Linked DNA regions of Mus musculus: region 1 is linked to region 2. Evidence: chromatin contacts called from public HiChIP or PLAC-seq data. All regions are on one chromosome and are shown on one strand. The core of a region is the stretch at or near the end of the contact, and the rest is flanking DNA. Distances in the headings are between cores, read along the strand shown.

Evidence for each region. HiChIP or PLAC-seq counts read pairs in DNA pulled down with a chosen protein or histone mark.
Region 1: a contact with region 2 is called in an H3K27ac HiChIP or PLAC-seq map of stem cell-derived epiblast-like cells, with 2.9 times the contacts expected there. The contact joins the enhancer-like site here to the promoter of Ahr in region 2. A contact is called at or near these places in 7 of 39 promoter capture datasets (the 3T3-L1 cell line, cranial neural crest, embryonic stem cells and 3 more), 1 of 15 datasets of contacts at CTCF or cohesin (CD8 T cells), 13 of 484 Hi-C or Micro-C datasets (B cells, cortical neurons, embryonic fibroblasts and 4 more), 11 of 115 datasets of contacts at active chromatin or transcription factors (CD8 T cells, Th2 cells, embryonic stem cells and 2 more) and 3 of 9 other capture datasets (adipose tissue, liver and pancreatic islet).

What each region holds. Positions count from the first base shown.
Region 1 is chr12:35,639,178-35,644,440 of GRCm38.p6, forward strand. No RefSeq gene overlaps it. Among named protein-coding and RNA genes, the nearest start is that of 9130015A21Rik, 53 kb to the right of the region's middle. Within about 2 kb of position 2,029, at least 49 of the 459 cell types and tissues checked have an H3K27ac peak or open chromatin away from gene starts, as enhancers often do. A contact at or near this core is called in B cells, CD8 T cells, embryonic stem cells and 4 more, where this site is marked.
Region 2 is chr12:35,533,370-35,538,100 of GRCm38.p6, forward strand. Ahr (aryl-hydrocarbon receptor) reads right to left here and starts at 1,620. Exons shown (of 11, transcript NM_013464.4): 1 at 1,193-1,620. The coding sequence starts at 1,254.

The sequences.
Region 1 (5,263 bases), core at 779-3,278, 110 kb after region 2:
TGCAGTTGTGGCAGATGTGTATACAGCTGACTGGGAGGGATGACTGGATACTCACATGAGGGTCCACGGCCTCTCAGCACTTCCTGTGTGAAGGAACATCTATAGCAAACAAACACAGCTATGGCAATCCTTTGCAGGCATACCCAGCTGAACCTGAAGAACGCAACAGTTTGACTTAGAGAATGATAGTCCTGTCTAACTTAAATATACTAAGTAGTGCTATGTCAAAATATACCTGGAATTGTGTTTTTATATGGGAAGAGTCAGCCCTTAAGTAATATTTAAAATATACCTCAGGTTTGCTGGTCAACTTTAAGTAATCATGTGACCACATGTAAGTAGTATCTATATCATTGGATAATATAGCTCTATATCTAATTTATCTACTTTTTGAAATAACAAAAATAATATACTGAGTATTGATCTCTTCAGAGATAAGCAAAGCAACTTGCTATGCCCTGATGCCTGTCTTGTTTACTTAATGAGAACTATACATATGCAGTCAATGTTCTTCTAGTTGGCGATTTTTATAAATAAGGTTTACTACCCAGGAACTTATTTTCTTGAGGTTGTTTGGAGTTGGTTTTTGTTTTGTCTGTTTAATCACAGAATCTTTACAACATGTCTATTGTTTCCTAGTCCTTGGAATATACACTAGTAAGTTCTACAGACATAACAGTCAGAGAAGGGCTCACATGGCTGACTAGCTAGAAAATCTGATGGAATGACTAATGAGACATCTTGTTTTTCAGTTCATCAGTAGCTGACCTTACTTTCTAAAGTAAATTAACTTTCAAACCAAGCTTGAGCATTATAGACCCTGAGCAGACTGCGAACACAAGCTAGAATTATAAATAAAGTTTTAGTTAATCTATAAAAGACTACATATTGGTAATGATTTCTCAATGTAATAAATATGAAATACCAGAGTAAAAACATCCTGCAGAGCTAAAGTCTACATTCTAGGGAATTTGTCTACTACATGAATGATGGCTCAGTATCTAGGAAATTCACAATAAAGTAAATATTTTATCTGGAGAGAAGAATTTTAAAAATGAAGTGAAGATTAATATATTTTCATATTTGTATGGGATACTTCCTATACAAATTCCACTATTTATCTTTTGTGGTTTTAAATTCAGGTTCAGACATAGTTCAGGCAAATCAAATTATATAAACAAGTTACAAATAACTTAATTTCATCATGTCATGTTCATGCTATAAATCCATCAGAAGAGAGTAGCCCAAGCCTGAAGATGTTAAACTAATCGAGTTGCACAAGAGAAGACTTTGAGACATAATCCAAATAAACTTTAATATCAAAAGAACTGTGATGATGAAGTGACCTACAAAAGTCAATTCCATATGCATGTATCTATTTCTTTTCTGTTAAGAAGGATTTGTATTTTAAGATTACTTAAAGCAATATAACATAAAAATAAGTGGTTTTAGCAAAAGTCAAACCAAAAGTGTCAAATAGAACCAGAGCTAAGGATAATAGAATAACTCATCAAAGCAGCCCCATAAAATAAAAGCCACTTGTGTGCCCTCAGTTTGCAGCAACCAGTTCTGAAGAGGAAGTCTGTCCAGTTATAGAACTCACAATAGAGTTGCAGAGCTAGAATCTAATTAATTAGAAGAAAACACAACACGTGTTGATTCTAAGGTCAGGACACTCTTGCTTCCCAACTGTCTTCGTAGAGTGGGCACCAGGCATCAAAGGAAGAAGAGCATCTCCCTTGAGTACACACAATGAAGGACTGTACAGAGCTTACTACAAGCTAACAGGTCAAACAAATTACTGGAGGGTGAGTATGTAAACGGGGACTGTATGGTGGAGGATAATGAACAGCAGAACAAAGCAAATGAACATTCCAGTCCTGCCTCAGCCACAGGCTGGGTCTGCTGCCCTGAAAAAGGTGCTTTCGTTTTCTAGGTTCTGCTTTTCTCTTCTGTAAAGTTGAGGGACTGATGTCAAAGGTTCTTTCCAGCTCAGGAGCTCTAGGTTTCTAAGCAAGGAACCACATGTTTTACTGCAAACTCTAGAGCCAGTCATAAGAGCCAGACACCTTTCACTCTCACTGTCTGCACACACAGTCATATGGAAACAAAACGTGTAAAAAGGTTCCTTCTGAATAAAGTAGAAACTGCCCTCATGTACCTCTGGGGGAAACGTGAATGTATTTTGATTCTTTGGCACATGTAATTAAAACAAACAAACAAACAAACAAACAAAAAACCTTGAACTCACATCAGAAATAATGATGAATGGAGCTTACTAGCAACTTTCCATGAGTGCAGTGGGGATTCCTTCCATCAAAGACTCGTCATATTTATCTCACCTTGTATTAAGATACTGGATGAGACCTTGAAATTAATATGTTAAGCAACCAGTATTTTTTTTTATCACAAACCCTGTACAAACAAATTTGAGGAATCATGGAAAATACCAAGCGGCACATGTGAGGCCAGAGGGATGCATTGATGACTTCGATTTCGTTTACCTGTCAGTAGAGTATGCTTTAAATATTCACTACATTCTTTATTTGATATAGTACTATGCTTACTAACCTCCACAAAATAGTAACTTCATCTCAAAAATTAAAATGATGGCTTTGGCCTTCATATGGGTCCTAAGCAACTGGAATGGGAGCTATCCCCAAATCTGTTGCCTATATGTGAGATATGTTCTACTAGCTAGGCTGCATTGTGTGGCCTCAGTGGGAGACATGCCTAGACTTGTACAGTCTTGAAGTGCCAGGGTGGGCTGGAAGAGATACCCAGGGGTCTCACCCACTCAGAGAAGGTACAGGCAGATGCAGAATGGTTGGGGGAGGGAGTAGCTGGGAGGTGGACAGTGAGGGTGTAAAGTGAATAATTTAAAAAAATTAATTGAGAAAATCAACAAGATAGATAAACCCTTAGCTAGACTAATTAGAGGGCACGGGGACAGTTTGCTAATTAACAAAATCAGAAATGAAAAGAGAGATATAACAAGAAAATATGAGGAAATAAAAAAAATCATCAGATCCTACTACAAAAGCCTATACTCAACACAATTGGGAAACCTTGCCATGGACTTGGCCCTTCTCAATCCGTGTGAATCAGAGTCTCAGACAGATGGGCATAGAGGCAGTGGGAATAGGGGTGACAAACAGATGCGACATTAGAGGGTGTGTTAAATCTGAGTGTAATGTCCAAAGGAAAAGTGGACTTTTTTATACAGAAGAAAAAAACAAGAAAAGCTAGGCAGGACACATCCACCAAGTTACAGAGACACAAAACAAAAGAAATGCATACATCAAAAGATGGTGGGAACCAGGCCTCTTTTACCACTTAGAATGGAGCCAGGTGTAATGCTAGTCTATTGTTAAACACCACCAGGGGTTCTTAGTAAATATCTTATTATACAGTTTCTTTGGGCCTAGTGAAGAAACCTGTCCCAGGGGGATTCACTAACTCTTTCATGGCTAATCCACCTATTCACTAGGCCATTGTGTATTCCCTTCTTTGGATGGGACTCTGCTATTGTCCTAATTAATCACTCTGCAGATAGCCCTGAGCTATTCTAGCTCTGTTCTTTGTAATGCCTAATTAGTTTCACTGTCTCTACTAGAAGTAAACTTGAATGTTACTGAATAGGTAACATTCTCCCTGAATTCCTACTGAATTCCAAGCTCATCAGCTACAAGGATTTTCTAGGAAGTTGGAACATTGGTGGAGGCTTACCTATGTCAAAATTTAATCTTTAAAGTCACTTATAATAAAACAATACTGAAAGAGCGCATATACCATACTAAGGCAGGGACAAGGTTTGAGTATACAGACTATGAGAATGCCAAGGTTCCAGAAGGCTGAGTTTCCTTGAAACTCTTTGCCACTTGACTGCCTCCAGGACTTTTGACCCCATAGGCAGACTTCACTGGAGTGGGAATAGCAAAACCTGAATGAAATGGAAAATTTTCTAGACAGATACCAGGTACCAAAGTCAAATCAGGATCTGATTAATGATCTAAACAGTCGCATATCCCCTAAAGAAATAGAAACAGTCATACAGTCATTAATAGTCTCCCAACAAAAACAAAAAAAAAAAACAAAAAAAACAAAAAACAAAAAACAACAACAACAAAAAAAAACAAAACAGGACCAGATGGGTTTACTGCAGAGTTCTATCAGACCTTCAAAGAAGACCTAATTCCAATACTCCTCAAACTACTCCATAAAATAGAAACAGAAGGTACTCTACCCAATTCATTCTATGAAGCCACAATTACACTGATACTTAAACAACATAAAGATCCAACAAAGAAAGAGAACTTCAGACCAATTTCCTTTATGAATATCAATGCAAAAATATCCAATGAAATTCTTGCAAACTGAATCCAAGAACACATTAAAATGATCATACACTATGATCAAGTAGGCTTCATCCCATGGATGCAGGGATTGTTCCATATACCGAAATCCATCAAGGTAATACACTATATAAACAAACTCAAAGACAAAAACCACATGATCATCTCATTAGATGCTGAGAAAGCATTTGACAAAATCCAACACCCCTTCATGATAAAAGTCTTGGAAAGATCAGGAATTCAAGGCCCATACCTAAACATAATAAAAGCAATCTACAGCAAACCAGTAGCCAACATCAAACTAAATGGAGAGAAACTTGAAGCAATCCCACTAAAATCAGGGTCCAGACAAGGCTGCCCACTCTCTCCCTTCCTATTCAATATAGTACTTGAAGTCCTAGCCAGAGCAATTTGACAACAAAAGGAGGTCAATGGGATACAAACTGGAAAGGAAGAAGTCAAAATATCACTATTTGCAGAAGCTATGAGAATATATATAAGTGACCCCAAAAATTCCACCAGAGAACTCCTAAACTCTATTAACAACCTCAGTGCAGTAGATGGAAATAAAATTAACTCAGACAAATCAGTGGCCTTTTTCTACACAAAGGATAAATAGGCTGAGTAAGAAATTAGGGTAACAACACCCTTTACAATAGTCACAAATAATATGAAATACCTTGGTGTGACTTTAACTAAGGAAGTGAAAGATCTGTATGATAAGAACTTCAAGTCTCTGAAGAAAGAAATCAAAGAAGATCTCAGAAGATGGAAAGATCTCCCATCTTAGGGATTTTAGCCTGCAACCCCATTGCAATTGTATTTTAAATACTTGAGAACTGATGTAGGTTTTTCAGACTAAATACTGGAAGTGGAAACAGCATTTTACCTTGCATGTGAAGATATCA
Region 2 (4,731 bases), core at 370-2,869:
TTGCGTCCTTTAAAGTGTACCAACCATAAAACTTCCAAATTCTGATCAAACTATTTACACATGGACATCTCCTCTCAATATTAATTTGTAAGTCAAGATTTGAGGAACTAGGACAGTTGAAATTCTTAAGGGGAATTAAAATCCACAAATAACCCAACTTCTAAGCTAGTAACTATTTGTAAACAGTGTATAAATCTTAAGTTGGTTTTTTTGTTGTTTTTGTTTTCTTTTTTTGGTTCACTTGGTGATAGCTGTCATGTTTCAAGCAAAACACACACTACTGATTGCCTGAAAGTGTTCCTAAAATAATTTATTTTTTTAAAAAAATAACAAATGGTGAGATGTGGAAACTCCAAGGTAATTATGAATGAATGCATCAATACAGACAACTCCTAAATGGAACCCTGTCTCAATCATGAATCTCTTTTCTGAGGGGGGAAAAAAAATCTCCCATCTCATACAAATAGCCCATGGAAATAAAGACCAAAGCCTGTAATCTCTGTCAGAATTGGCAAAAAAAAAAAAAAAAAAAAAAAAAAAAAAAAAAAAAAAGCAAGGGGAAATGAACTACAGGTAGAGAGTAGAAATAACTTAGAAGTCAGTCTAGTTCTTTTTCCTCTTCTTAATGATTTAAAATTTTACAGACCCAAAAGCACTCCAAAAGGAGGAAGAAAACTGCACCAAAGAGTGGCTAAGAATGCCACCAAGCTGCCAGGGCACCTGTCCACTGCACACTCCAACCTGCTATCAATTCTGCGCCTACACCGAGCCCTGCAGAACTGCTGCCTAGGAAGTAAATGAGAGAGCAAAACAGAAAGCTAGGCGCTAAGAACAGAAAGACATTCCTTCAAAGGCACAGGTCCCCTCCTTCAAGACAACACGTGTTTAGCTCTGCCCAACATCTCACCTCAGTGAGCTGTCTACTTATCCTCCGTGTCCCCTAAAGCTCACGGCAGCGGAGATCTAGAGTGGAGGATTTCCAGGCAAGCTTAACTAACTAAGCTAGAGCGGCACTAGGTAGGTCAGAGCTGTCAACGAACCAGCCAGGGAAGGTCGCTGAGCAGTAAAGGTGCAGGTGCCTGAAAGCAGGATTTTTTTTTTTTTAACGCATTGGTTGAGACTCAGCTCCTGGATGGCGGCACGCGTGGGGACCTCCCGCACCCTCGGAGCGCGCCTGCCCGCCGTCACTCACGTTTTCTGCACCGGCTTGCGCCGCTTGCGGCTGGCATAGGTGATGTTGGCGCCGCTGCTCATGGTGCCCGCGCCCTGCCCGCTCCACCTGCGTCCCGGAGGCGGCGCCCTGCCCGCGCTGCGCCCAGGTGAGCCGCCGCCGAGGGCGGGACGACCGCGACGCGCAGGTGCGGGCGACAGAGGAGACTCGGGCTGCCCGAGCTGGCCGCGGAGGAGAAACCCGCACGCTAGCCGCGCCCGGTCCCGAGGGTCAGGAGGGGCCGCAGTGCTCTAGGGCTTCCCGGCTCCCGCGCTGTGCCGCGGCGTCGCTCACAACCCTGCCTGGCAGCCACCCCCGAGTCCGTCCACCAGTTCGTCCTCCGGGTCGCTCCGGGCTGAGCCTCTCCGGGACACGCGTGGGGCACCGAGCGTCAAAGGGAGCGCACACACACGCTGCCGCCCGCCGCGAGCCCGCTCCTCCGCAGCCGCGACCCCGCGCAGCTCCGCCCCGGGCTCCAGCCCCGCCCCACCTGCTCGGCCCCGCCCCTCACGGTTCCCAGGAGGGCCCCACCCTCTTCGCAGCACGTGATGACGCAGGACGTAGTGACTCCCAACACTTCTTGCAGTCCGAGGTTCTGGGGGTGGGGTGGTGTTCGCCCAGTACCTGTTTTCCAGCCTCAAAAGGGGTGTGAGGCCACATTATGCCTAGGCAAATTCCTTGTAACCCAGACATCAAGATTTACCAGGCAAAGAGCTTAGCTCATCCTAGAGTTGAGTCATCTAATTTTTGACAAAGATTTTACATTGAGCTGGTAGATAAATAACTGCGACTGGAGAGCATTCTAAGGGGAAAACTTCAAAAATGCCCTGCAAAGTTAGTTGTCTTGAAGGCTACGAGTTTTATAATCCTTTTCCCTCCCACATTTATTTTATGTCTACAGAAGACAATAAAACATCGTTTCCTCCATCAGACTTCAGGAAGATGAGAAGGAAAGAAGCACAGGAGTGCTGAGAGCATGAGAAATTGGAGGGTAGGTACTGAGACTATGACCAGAGACCTGAGTTTCTGTTAGTAGTACGGTAGAGCTGATGGGAGGAAAAAGAAAAAAAAAAAAAAAGATAATCTAGGAACAAATCATAAAGATTTAATGAAGAAATTGGGTCTCATTCTGCAGACAACAGAGAGCTTTTAAAGGCGTAATTTGGAAGATGATGTTCCATCTTTCTTGGGAAAGTCACTGTGGGAAAAGGTGGAAATTCTGTTACTCAGGAACAAAACAGATGGAAGAGAGAATCGCTGGGAAATTGATGAAATCGACCAGCTGCAAGACCAATGGCACAGCCATGGGGATGAGAGAAAAGAGACAGCAGAGATGATAAAGGAAGAGGGAAGGTCGCTGTTAACCACCAAAGAATAGAGGCAGAGAAGTGAATTTTGGGAGTCAGGTAGGTGATGCTGGACATGAAGAGATAGAGATGAAGTCTGATGTGTTTTATAGATTTGAGAAAGAGATCAGAAGAGAGGATACACAACAGCAAGGAAAAGGATAGCGAGAAAACTAAGAACAACAAATGGTGCCCAGGCTGTGGAGGAAGAAGAACCCGCATCACTGTGGGTGGTTGTAAACTGGTCCAGCCACTGTGGAACTCTGTATAGAGTTTCTCAACAAATTAAAAACAGATCCACAAGATGACCTGCTATTCTCCTGCGCACATACCTGATAGCCCTTCATTCAAAACAAGTGAGAAGTGGACCCAGACTAGATTCACATCAACCTATGGATGGATAAATAAAATGTAGTGCGTCTACACAATGGCATTTTATGGGACTCTGAATAAAACTGAAATCATGGCATTTGCAGGTAAACAAGTGGAACTGGAGGCTGCCGTGTTAAGCATGGCAGACACAGAAGGCAAATACCATGTTTTCTCTAGATGTATGCTCTAGATTTTGATTTTTACACATGTTGAAACTAGGAAAGCGATCATGAGAGTGGAAAAAGGAGCTCTTGGGTTGGAGGTGAGAAGAGAAAGGGCAGGAGAATACACATGACACAGAAGGAGAAGAGGGGATCCTGTGGGAGCAAGCAGAGCAGCAGGAGTGGGGGAAGGAATGGGGGGGGGGCGTCCAGCAGAATGGGAGCATGGTAATTCATACATTTCATTAAGCCCATCGCTTTGTGTGCTAATATTAGAAACAAATTTAAGAGTTAAAATTGATAGTTTTCTCAACTATGTTTCCAGCTGGGTAACAATGGCATGAATCACCAGAAAGAAATTATAAAGCTGGCCTCATGCTTCTTAGGTTTGAAATAGATTTAGGACATCTAAGGAAAGATGGTAAATGGGGCAACCTGTGAGGTAGAAACTGGAACTGTGATCGAGAAGCTGTTTGCTATTGGACAAAAAAGAGAGTGTGGTGATGCCCTGTGGGTACTGCAAAAGAACTGCCAGGACTAAAACCTGGAAAGCTCAAGAGCCCCACCCCCACTCCCCACCCCCCACCCCCCACCCCGAGAGCTGGGTCCACCGGTGGAGTGGAAGGTGAAAAATGGCCCCGTTATTTCAACAAGGAAGGCCGAGAAAAGAGAACAAAGATTCACTGACTAGTGTGAACTATTTTGCGAGGCCCCATTGTTAATTACTAATTAATAATAATGTAGTGTTGATTTAATGGGAGTGATGAGTGGGGTTGTTCTACTTCTTTACAAAAGATGAAGAGGTCATTGACTTTGTGAGGAAAAAAAAAGACAAAGGTGATAAGTAACAATAGATACTTATAGAAAAGCAGAGAAAGTGCCCAAGCAGAAATGAGATCAGGGCTGTGGTGGACTTGCTAACAACGAGAGCAGTTCTTGAGGGGCTTTGCTTTGTAAAGTCCCCCATAGCTTCTATAGGGCTTCATGGTTCCCACCTGCAATCCCGGCACATAGTGTGCTGAGTCAGGAAGGAGTCTACAAGTTCAAAGCCAGTCTAAGCACCAATATTATTAGCCTAAGTATGATTTTTTTTTTTTCTGAAATGGGGGGACTTGCACAGAATGTCTTTACTGAGTCCTTTAATAAGGTCTTCCAGGTGATCCAACAGTTTGGGGTTGAGTGCCATGTAAGTTAGGGGAGAAAGGATAGATGAGTTACACTGAGTAGACTAGTAAAATTTACAGTGGAAATAAAATGAAAGAGCATTTAGCCTTAGCTATAGAAGAATGTGTATGCCCTGTGATTGGTAGATTTCATTTTAATTTCATTTTAGAAATATATACATTAGAAATGATCTTGGAAATGACAACAGGAAAGTGGGAATCAGTGTTTTGTTTCCAGTGTATAAATCCCTGAAAAATAACTCAGAACTGTGGGATGAACATGCAGGAAGTGATAATCCTGCTGAGAGTTGCCTTTTACTTAAGGCAATAAATAAGTAAAATAAATGAATGAATAATTAAATAAAACAAATTTCTAAAGAAGACCATTTACACTGATCAGCAAATCCAGAAGTACAGGCCAAACATCTCCACGTCTCCTTTTCTTCCATCTCCTTTTCTGCATAGATGGAACAGATGGG